Linked DNA regions of Mus musculus: region 1 is linked to region 2. Evidence: chromatin contacts called from public Hi-C data. All regions are on one chromosome and are shown on one strand. The core of a region is the stretch at or near the end of the contact, and the rest is flanking DNA. Distances in the headings are between cores, read along the strand shown.

Evidence for each region. A called contact is a pair of places that touch in the nucleus more often than the background predicts.
Region 1: a Hi-C map of liver shows a contact between it and region 2, with 2.7 times the contacts expected there. The contact joins two enhancer-like sites. A contact is called at or near these places in 4 of 484 Hi-C or Micro-C datasets (liver, nephron progenitors and olfactory sensory neurons) and 1 of 115 datasets of contacts at active chromatin or transcription factors (pancreatic cancer cells).

The regions. Positions count from the first base shown.
Region 1 is chr9:47,419,649-47,425,415 of GRCm38.p6, reverse strand. No RefSeq gene overlaps it. Among named protein-coding and RNA genes, the nearest start is that of Gm31816, 54 kb to the right of the region's middle. Within about 2 kb of position 2,490, at least 68 of the 459 cell types and tissues checked have an H3K27ac peak or open chromatin away from gene starts, as enhancers often do. A contact at or near this core is called in liver, where this site is marked.
Region 2 is chr9:47,250,266-47,255,697 of GRCm38.p6, reverse strand. No RefSeq gene overlaps it. Among named protein-coding and RNA genes, the nearest start is that of Gm39332, 9.7 kb to the right of the region's middle. Within about 2 kb of position 1,272, at least 19 of the 459 cell types and tissues checked have an H3K27ac peak or open chromatin away from gene starts, as enhancers often do. A contact at or near this core is called in liver, where this site is marked.

The DNA.
Region 1 (5,767 bases), core at 1,241-3,740, 170 kb before region 2:
CTGGCCTTGCCACTGCAGTGTAAGCTCCTTACCTCAGGTCCTTATGCTCACACAGTAGGCACTTTACTGACTGAGTCACCTTCCCAGCCACGGCAACTGTAATTCTCATAGATCCCTGGTAACAGGACCCAAGCATATCATATTGCGTCTTTTGAAGAAAGGCCGGGTAGGTTTGTGAAAACTAAACACACACCTCGCCTGTGAACGTTCAATACACCTATTAGTAACATACCCAAAAGAAAGTGTATACTTACAAGGAATTTGTGGACAGTTCTTAGCAGCCTTATGGATTAGAACCCCAACCTGGAAATAGTCCAGGTGTCCCCCACAGGGGATTGGATAGAAACAGAGAAGCTCTACTCAGTATTTAAAAGCAATGAACTAGTGATCCATGCATCAATACAGGTGACTATCTCAAACAAAGATTATCTTCTGTACTATTCCATCTCCAGGAACTCGCATGGCAGGAAAATTTAATATATTCTGACAAAAATTACAACAGCAGTGGTCTGTGTTGACAAGAGTGGGGTTTGAGCAGGTGGTACTATGTTTTCTGGGGTGCTGGCCATCATCCATAGGGTTCACAGTTTACACAAGCGCGTGCATTCATTGAAATTCTTCGAATGATAACATTAAGATTTGTACACTTTGTGGCATATATGTCATACTTAAAAAGCCATGAACAAATATTGAACTCTAATGATATGTGTCTAAGGGTAAAGTGCACAGATGAATGCATTTCATCTTGAAATGAATCGAAAAGTGTGAGTGCCACAGAGTAAAATGAGGAGAAATGGCTCTGGAGGGAGACGTGCTGAAGGAAACACAGCACTGACCATACAGCCTGGGGCGTAGGTCTCTGCATGACCTCTCCACGTTCTCTCAACTTCTCTGCTGTGTTTGATTTTTTTTTTAACAATAAAATATTGGGAAAATAAACCCATTCATTAAATGGCTAATAATTTGCCAACCAACCAGCCAATCAATTACTAAGTGAGCTGATAGAGCATTCCCTAAATTTTACTTACTGGCTACTTCCTCTGTCATTATCGACAGACTTTTATAATAATTTACCTGAACTTAACTTGTATTAAGAACCTTTGGCCTACCCTGGTTTCATCCTGAGAAATGATGCTTATGAAATCATGTATGACATATAAATTATATTTAATGGTACAACAAATATTAATATAAATCAACTGATAATTGCTTGCTTGCATGCCATATGAATTATGTCACTTACCCTCACATATGCCCATATACACTTCAGAAAATCTGATCTCTGCTTTGTGCTGCATGTGTGGGGTGAGAGGTTCTTACAGATTATAGTGTGGCCTCTGGCTTCAAAGAGCATTAGGGACTGTCCCCTAAAGGTCCAACGGACAGAATGCACGCGCTGTGCAAGGGTCAGCAGAAGCTAGAGCAGGACCCAAGTGCCCGGGAAATGTCTGTAACCAGCCTCATTCCATAAAAAACAAAGACAAAAATCACAGGTGATACACGGGTCAACAGGCTCTCTCTATGCTCAGGACAAGCATAGAGAAGAAGAGACTCTTCAAAGCCTCAGGTGCTGGTCCTCCATTGGATAAGCAGCCTTGCTGTGTGTGAGCTTTGCAGAGAGGAAGGTAGACTCAGAAGCCATCCAATCACAGGCCTGTGGCCTCCTTCCCCACCTTCCACTCTACCAATTCTCCTCCTCTTGATTGTCAATTAAAATAAACAGCCTTGCATTCCACAGCCTGGTTTCAATCTATCTTGGCTGGGAGGATGCGGGCAGATTTGTGGCAGTGCCCGAAAGTCCTTGCTCAACCTTTTTAATATCTGAACAAAGCAATCAAACCCGATAAGATCTAGCAAAGGCAAGAACACTCTTCTATCCCCAGAATGGAAGCTGATTAGTCCATGGCCCACATCATCAGAGTTATTGTGCCATGTGAAATTTATTGGTGCTATCTCACCTCATTAAATACTTAAATAGACCTGACAGGACAGAAAAACGGGCTTTTTAGTTCCCCCGCACCCCATCCTCCAGGCAAAGGGGCTGGCATTTCCCATGTTCCAGTTCACCTCTGCTACAGCTGTTGGCAGGGAAATAGGAAAGCAGAGTGCTGCATGAGATGGAAGATTCTGGATGGCTGTGTGGACTCCAGAGATCCTCCAGCTCTGTCTTCAAGATCCCCACCTATGCACATCCCCGTGGGAACAGATAAAGAGCAAGACAGGGGACCATGGTGCTTCGTCTCTTTGCTGAGTTACCCAAGTCCGTCAGCCTAGTCAGAGGCTTGTCAGGCAGTGTGTGCATGTGGGGTGTGTGTGTGTGTGTGTGTGTGTGTGTGTGTGTGTGTGAATGTGTGTGTGTTGAGTGGGGGTAGGGTCAAGGGTGAATGAGCTGCAAAACAAAGAACTCTCAGACCCTCCTCCAGCCCCGGGCTTGTGTTCTTTATTTAGCAAATAGCCCTGGCATTGGCCATAGCTGGACCCAGGCCAAGGCCAGGATTTCCCTAGATTCTGAGCTAGAGAATTTGGCAGTCTGGCAACACTCTACAGAGAGCCACTAGCCTGAAGGTTTCAAACAAATTACAAATGATGAGCAGTGAGTGTCAACAAATGTGGATGTGTGTGTCATGTGGGCCTTGCCTCTCCCCCGCCCGCCCCCATGATGGGAAGTGTGTATGTGTGTGTGTGTGTGTGTGTTGCATTAATCCAGCACAGAAAATCAGGGACTGGAGAAACTTTGCAATCTACAAAATGTTCCAGAGAGGGTCGAGTGAAGAAATGAATGACTCTTCCTCATTTATCAAGCCAATTTTATCCTCAGCCAAGGAGATTTGGGACACAGTCTCTCTACATCCCCTTCCTCTCCTCAGATCTCCACCTGCTGTGAAGGTCTCTTTTCTCCAGCTGTTTCCCTCTTCCAGCCTAGGTCCTCGTTTGCACCTTGTTAATAACATGGGCAAGGGGCCAGGAAGCAGCTCCCGGGCGCCTTCCGTTCCTAATGTCCTAAATGGCCATGACACTGCGCTTAATTTCCGTTTTAGTGCAACTGCTGGCAGGACATCAGTGGGCTGAGACCTGGGTCCTGTGACAGGATCTTCAACAGCGACCATCAGCCTCCCTGTAATTAGATGCTGCTTGGAGTCTGCTGTCCTGTAGTGTGGGGAGCTCTGTGGACTTATGTAACTGTCCCTCTGTTCAGAGCACAAGGCTTTTTACAACCTCGGAGTCTCCCAGCGTTGAAACAGCTCTAATCCCCTGCCCACCCTGGGAGGGAAAGCAGGCCATGGCCAGATGGGTTATCTGTGTTATCGGTTTAGGATAGTGTGGGACATGTAAAACCCTGGGCTACTGCAGAAAACCATGATGGTTGATATTTACCAACTGGGGAGCTTTGCTTTTTATCTTTTCTGGAATGTTCCACGGTGGATTTTAGGAAATGAAATGGTCAGGAGACATTGACAGGGGTTTGGCTGCCTTCAATGCACATAAAAAGTGTTAAACAGGACACATGCTTGCAATCTCATCCACTCAGATAACTGAGTCAGGATGATCCCAAATTCACAGAAGGCATGACTGGGATACTGAGTGAGTTCAAGTCCAGCCTGGGCAATTCAGTAAGACCCAGTCTCAAAATAATGATGGTGGTGATGGTGATAATTATGATGATGATGACGACGACCATGATGACAAAGACGATGATGATGATGAAGACAACACGATGATGACTGGGTATATAGTTCCATGGTAGAACACTGACCTAGAATGTACAAGGTCCTGGGTTCAATCCTGTGCTACTGAATGGATAAATAATAATAATAATAAATAACATACAGTTTAAAAGTCAAGTAAAGAAATAAGGAGATGGCTCAGTGAGTAAAGAGCTCGCCATGCAAGAATGGAAACCTGAGTTTACCCTCAGATCCCACGTAAAGCCAAGCACAGCAGTGCGTGAGCCCAGGACTCATCAGGCATTCGGGAGGTAAAAGCAGGAGAATCCCTGGAAGGCTCAGACCAGCTAGTGTGGCATATGCCCAGTAAACACCAGCTACAGCCTGTCTTAAATAAGGTAGAGGTGAGGGCAGATACATCAGAGGTTGTGCTCTAAACCCACCATGTGCATGCCTGTATGCATACACCCCATCCCCCCAAAGATAAGCAAATGGTTGCCCTATAGTCACAACGAAGGAATGCCAATCATGGCAAGAACTTTCTTGAAACAGGAAGCCTATATGTGCAGTACCAAGAAGGTCCAGTTTGACTTGAACTGGATACGGGTTTGAGTGAGGGCAGGGAGGGTAGAACCGGTGATTTATACCGTCTTGATGATAGTGCATCTTCATCTAGAAGATATATCGTCAATTACTGATAATGGCTTCCTGCATGGCTTTAACTCAAGGGCAGGTTCAGTATGAGGCTGAGCTGTCGAGGGCCGTCAAAAGAGGGACAGTAGGGATGAAAGTTACTTTGGAGAGCATAGGACTGGACACTTCAAACCAGCCTTTCCCCACAGGGTTCAATGAGGGAGCAAATGCTAACTAAAACCCAAATTCATAATACTCTAGGGCAGACTGTATATCTTCAGAGAAGCCCAGTATCTTTCTTAATTCCTAGGTCCTGTTGGCTTTCATTCACAGCATATAGGTCGGAGGATTGAATGGGTATTTTCCTTCCCATCTTTCAGACCAACAAAAGAAATCCACTCCCATATGGACAACTGTGCACTGGCCACACTTCCTTCAGTAGTTCCTAGTTCAGGGATCTCAGCACATGGTTAGGGATCTGGGGATCACTGAAGGAGCTTGATAAACATGATCCCCAAGGGGCTGGAGAGATGGCTCTGCAGTTAAGAACACTGATTGCTCTTCCAGAGGTCCTGAGTTCAATTCCCAGCAACCATATGGTGACTCACAACCATCTATAACAGGGTCCGATGCACTCTTCTGGTGTGTGTCTGAAGACAGCTACGCTGCACTGATATAAATAAATAAATAAATAAATAAATAAATCTTAAAAAAATAGATTTCCACACCAATAGATATGTGGCCCAAAGTTTCAGGGGTGGGTAGGTGTTGTAACGGGCTCCCCTTGTTAAGGGAACAGGTGATTGGGAACCTCTGTCTCTGTTCTATTGTCAATCTTGCCTTCCCAGTTAGAGAAACTAACTCCTCACGGAGTTCTCCTCATCCCAGTGACCTCCCTTCCCATCCTGGAGTCTTCAGTCTTTTCAGGGTTGGAAGTGGTCTTAACAAAATCCAGGCTTTTTTGGTAACGTGATAGAAAGAACAAACTGCCCCCAAGGGTGGCAGTGGGTGGCAGGCTCTTCTTTGTAACTGCCTGCTTCCTTGGTGAGAATAGGTGAGGCAGAGGAATCCAGAACACTGCAGGTAGATTCCAGGACAGCCATCCTCCCAAAACACAGGGCCACTGCGAGAGGGGAACTCCAAGCTCCCTCCCTTTCTTGACATTCTGATAGTCCCCATCTGCAAGACACCATTTAAAGCTGCACATCACCCAATGTCAGGGAAAAGCAGAAAAGGACATCCTCTTAGGGTGTCAGCTCAGCCGAAATGTCATTTACAACAGAGCCTGTTACTATGTGCTTTTCATAGGCATCAGTATCTTCAGCCCCTCAGCTCTCTAACTCCTGCTCATCCCTCAGGCGATCAAAACAGGGTGTGGTGTGGATGTAGATTGCTCTCCATCCTCTGCAGTGTCAGAGCCTGAGCTCATCTGTTCTGTGCCGTTCAGAGTGGCTGGCGCTTCTTCTGTG
Region 2 (5,432 bases), core at 23-2,522:
TGTGTGGTGTGAGTATGGTATAGTGTGTGGGCCATGTGTGAATGTGTGGTTTGTATCTATGTTTTGTATATTTTACGTGGTATATATATATGTATGTGGTGTTTATCTGTGTTGTATGCATTGTCTATGGTGTGTGTGTGTGTGTGTGTGTGTGTGTGTGTGTGTGGTGTACTGTAGAATGTGTGTGCCATGTGTATGTGGTATTTGTCTATGTTGTGTGCATGGTATGTGGTGTGTATGTTATGTAGTGTGTGTGTTTGTGTGTATGTGTGCATGTGGTTTACTGTATGTGTGCTTGTATGTGTGTGCATGTGTGTATCCATGCCTGTGCACATATGGAGATTATAGGAAACTTTAAAAGTTTCCTATAACCTATCCTCCGTGGCCTTATCCTCTTGCGACAAGATTTCTCATTGAACCTGGTACTAGTTGCCATCCAGCAAAGCCCAGTGACCCTCCTATCTCTGTTTCCCACAGTGCTTTGGTTACAGCTCTATGTAGCCATTTCTGGCTAGTTCATGTGGTGGTGGAATTCAAACTCAGGTCTTCATGCTTGCAAAGCAGGTGCTTTGATTCTCTGAACCATCTCTCTAAACCTTGGAGAATCCTTAAGATGGGTGCTGTAGTGTGGAGAAATGTCCTCAATGGGCTTACATGTTAAAGCTTGGTCTCACAGTTGTGACCCTAGAAGGTGGACATGGTACCAATTGGGAGGGTCCTAGGTCACTGAAGAAATATTCTTAATGGGAATTTGGAGACTCCCGTCTCTTCCTGTCTCTTTTGTACTTCATGGTTCCTATGATGGCTGATTTTGCCATGTTCTCATGCCACGGTGTGCTGTTTTGCCAGAGGTTCAAAACAATGAGCTGAGGTCACCCAACAATGGTCTACAACCTCCAAAGTTTCAAGGCGAGATAAACCTTTTCTTTTTGTAAGTCAGATGTCTCAGGTATTTTGTTACAGTAATGGAAACCTGAGCTAATGTAGTGACTAACACGAATATTGTTTTGGTTCCTCTTATCAGGCTCCACATTAGGTGGGGAGTCCTCAATTCATGTCTGGGTTGGCTTTCTCTTGCAGTGATAAATGTCATGGCCAAAAGCAGCTCAAGGAAGAAAGGGTTAATCTGGGTCACAAAACCTGGAGGCAGGAACTGCAGCAGACGGCATGAAGGAGTGATGTTTACTAGTTTGATCCTCTGGCTTGCTCGGCTTGCTTTCTTATATGACTCAGAGCCACCTGCCCAGGTCAGGCACCACCCACAGTGGACTTGGCCCTCCAGGCTCACTCATTAATCAACTAAACATCCCACGCAGTGGCCCACAGGACAATCTTTATAGAGGTGTTTTCTTAAGAGAGGTTCCTTTTCCCCTATAGTCCTGTTTTTAGTTTTGCGTTAACTTGACACAAAACAAACAAGGACAGTCCGTTTGTATGTTTTTGTTCTTTTTTTCCTTCTTCTTCTTTCTTTGTCTTAAGTTTACCTGTTCTCTCCACTGCTGGCTCTCAGGCTAAACCTGCCTGTGTCCTCTCCCTCTTCCATGTGGCAGCAAAGGATATTTAGGGACTAATTGGCCTTTGGTTAAACATCAAAGACCATGAAATTCCATCACCCGACTAAGGGAACCATGCAGCCCAGAATTCGCTTCCTCGAGGGCAGCTGCCTGCTGTCCTTCTGGCTGCATTCCCTTTATATCTGTGCCCTGAGTCCGATGCCAGTTTAAACAGTTCGTTTTATGTCTGAGAGTTGTTGCTGTAGCTATCCCTCGACGTTTATCAGGCTATCTAGCTGCAAGTAACAGAAACTTAATTTGAGCTATGTTTGCAAAGCGTATGTCAGCAGATATTACAGGGAAATCTCACTTTTGTGAGTGTGTGCACGTGTGTCTGTGTGTACGTGTATGTGTATGTGTAGGTGAGTGTATGTGAACTTATATATAATGTATATCTATATGTGGGTGAGAATGTTTGTGAGTGTATGTGGTTATGTGTGAGTGTGTGAGAATGTTTGTATATGAGGTTTTATTGGTATTTGTGTGTGTGTGTGTTTGTGTTTAAGAGTGTCTTGTGTAAGTGTGTATGTAATATGTCAGTATGTAGGAGTTTGACAGGAAGTGTGTATAAGTGTATGTATGAGTGTATGTGCATACACGTATACATGTATATATGTCTCTGTGTGTGCAGACGTGTGCCATAGTGGGTACATGAAGTCAGAGGACAATGCTGGATGTGGGTCCTCACCTTCTACCTTGTTTTGATGCACAGCCACCTGTTCCTGTGGTGCACCCAGGCTGTGGCCTGTGAGTGCAGAGTGATGCCTTCGTCTCCACTGTCCACTTCTTTGATGGACCTACTGCTGTTGTGGACTCCTGTGCTACTGCCTCCAGCTGGTCACATGGGTTATGAGAACCCAGACTTAGTTAGCTTGAGCATCAAGCGCTTTACCTTCTGATCCATCTCTTCATCTGGCCATCAGGATCCATTGTCCCCAAGTGCACAGTCTGTACATTTCTGCTGGACTTCATCAGGTCTGTGTGTGGAGAGACTTTCTCCAGATGGCAGTGTTATGTTGTTAGCCTCCCTCAACAGAAGACAAGAAACATCCCAGCAAAGAGGCTTTGTTGTTTAGACATGCTCCCAGAACCATCCTTGGACTTATTGCTATGGCCAGGGGCCCAGGAAGCAATGACAGGCTGGACCTGGCTGTCACATGCCTTCAGCTGTTATTGGGGATGATTAGCATCTCATTAGAATCACGTGACTGACATGACAGAGAATCAATACTTTAAAGAAAAGGAGGACAGTGTAGGTGGTATTGTTGGGGGCCAATTCAGAACCATAGATCTATAACCACACTCCTGTGGCATGGCAAACCGTCTCTGTCAGCCCAAGGAGACATTATGCATAGCTGTCACTCAGAGTTTCCTCTCAGACTCAGTGGGCTGGCAGATGAGGTGGAAGCTGAGCTCTGAGGTTTTCCTCTCCTCCTCTCTGGCTGCACTCTGTGACAGCCATCATTCCCCTTGTGCAGGTAGTTCCTGATCTCCCGAGGCCCCAGGCTGGGGTGGCAGAAGAGGCTTAGATCAGGATGGGGATGTGTGTGGGAGGAGAGGAATAGCTGGGCGGGCTGCTGAGCCGAGAGAGATGAAGGTGCATTGAGGCAGGAGCCTGAGGGCAGCTTGCCCATTTGCTGCCTGAGTGTGGCGGGAGGACTCCATGCTTTCTGTGGGCCTGTGTTAACTCGCTCTGTGACCCTAGGCTACACACTTAATTGCTCAGGGCCTCTTCCCTTCACTCTCATCTGGCCAGTAGGGGTAGTGACATGACTGAGCTAGCAGAAGCTGTACCTTCCAAGGGGAGAAGCTAATTTGAAACTTGGTGCTATGTAAATGGTTCCCAGACCTCTTGGTATCCCAGGAGCCCATGGCATGAAACCCCAAGCCCTTTGGGTAGAAAGCAGGACTCTCTAGATCTTGATTTAGAATTTTGTGATTTTTTTTAACCTACAGAACCATGGTACTCTTCTAGTTGGGCTGCACACTGATAGATGCAAGTGGGTATGTGGTTTCCCAGAGGTTTCGAGCACAGGCTCTAAAGCTGGGTCTACAGTGCCACGGGAGCTCTAGGGGAGAACAGGAGTTTTCAAGTTGGTAATTTTAAACTCTCTCTCTCTCTCTCTCTCTCTCTCTCTCTCTCTCTCTCTCTCTCTCTGTGTGTGTGTGTGTGTGTGTGTGTGTGAAGTTGTCTGAAGAGTCCGGAAGATTGCATTAGATCCCCTGGTGCTGGAGTTAGAGGCATTCTTGAGCTGCCTGACCTGAGTACTGAGAATTGAACTTGGGTCCTCCGAGGAGTACAACCCCCTAACCACTGAGCACCTTTCCTGCCCCAGGGATCGGGATTTTATAACCCATATTCCACCAGCCTCTTCTTAACGGGTTAAGTGTGAGAAGTGACCATGTGGTGTGTACACAGAGCAGGCAGACTGTGTGTCAGGGAGACAGCAAGGCAGGTGGGCCAAGCAGAAGATCACAGCAGGCTTCACAACCGTACCTGCCGAGCTCCAGAACCACAACCCATAAACCCTGGGTAATGTAAGGGGATGAGACTGGGATCCTTCACCTGGATACAGTTAGAATGGCTTTGATCATCAATGAGCTTTGCACCGGGAGCTAGGTCTGATGGTCTGAAACCACCCAACAAACCACTCTAATTCTCTGGATAAATTTCTCCATCTCCAACTCCACCCAGTCCTTCTCTTCAGTCTCCCCTTCACCATGATCTATTTGCTTGCATGTACATATGTGCACCATGTGTGTGCAATTCCCATGGGGGGCCAGAAGAGGGAGACAGATCCCTTGAACTGCAGTTACAACTCTGTGTGTGTGTGTGTGTGTGTGTGTGTGTATGTGTGTATTTCCAGAGCCTAGGCTCTGGAAACCAAACTGTGGTTCTCTGTGGAAGCAGCAAATGCTCTTCACTCCTGAGTCATCCATCTCTGCAACCACAGAATCCAGGTTTCTCGTGGCTCTAGACCATCAGACCTAGACTTCCAATGGCTTTAGTTGTTACCTACTCTGGATCTCTCACATGGTCCCGCATCCCCGTCTCTTAAGGAAAAGTGATTCTTTTGTTTCCCTGTGCCCTTCCAAAATTCCCTGGCCTTTAAAATTTGTACCGAGTCCTCCTCTTCCATAAAGCCGTCCAGGATTTTGCTAGATAGGCAGGGAGAAGTGAGGAGTGCAACGTGTACTCTCAGAGCACATTCGTCCTCTGTATTACCTTCCTATGCAATGGGCTTCTGTACTTGAACAAGGTAGGCCTAAGAACAAGGTAGGAAAGTGGGGTACAGGGAAATTGGAAGTCACATAACAGGAAGCCTTTTCTCCATCCCACAACCTTTCCAAAGCTCTGGCCTCTCTGTCTTAGAACCCCAGTGATAGCTCTTAGATGGCCCAGTCCAACCCCACAAGAGGGCAGAGCAGACAGAGCCCCCACCAAACATTTTTAGTAGCCCATTTGTTAAGAGTTCAGGCTTGACATGCTGGCTTTTGTCCGGAAGGTGATCTGTGCTGGGTGGGGCGTGGATGAGAGAGGCCCAAGAAGCTCACCTAACCCCAAGGCACTCTCCTTGCATTAGGGGAGGAGGAGATTTGGGGAGCAGTGAACACGAGTCTCTCTCATCCTCATCTCTGGATCTGTCAGCCTGACCAGAACGGGCATTTATTCTCAGAATAAATAATCAACTAAAAAAATGTACCAAATTCATTTTCAAATTGGCTTGTCAGACGCACGCTTGCCCAGGACAAGTTTGTTGAATAAAATGTATCTTGGGGAGCAAGGTGAGCCAGCCTGTCTCATTCCCTTAGGGACATCCTGTAAATAAGGGCCATTCTGGAGGCCGGAAGCATAGAATTCCCCAGCATAGATTGAAT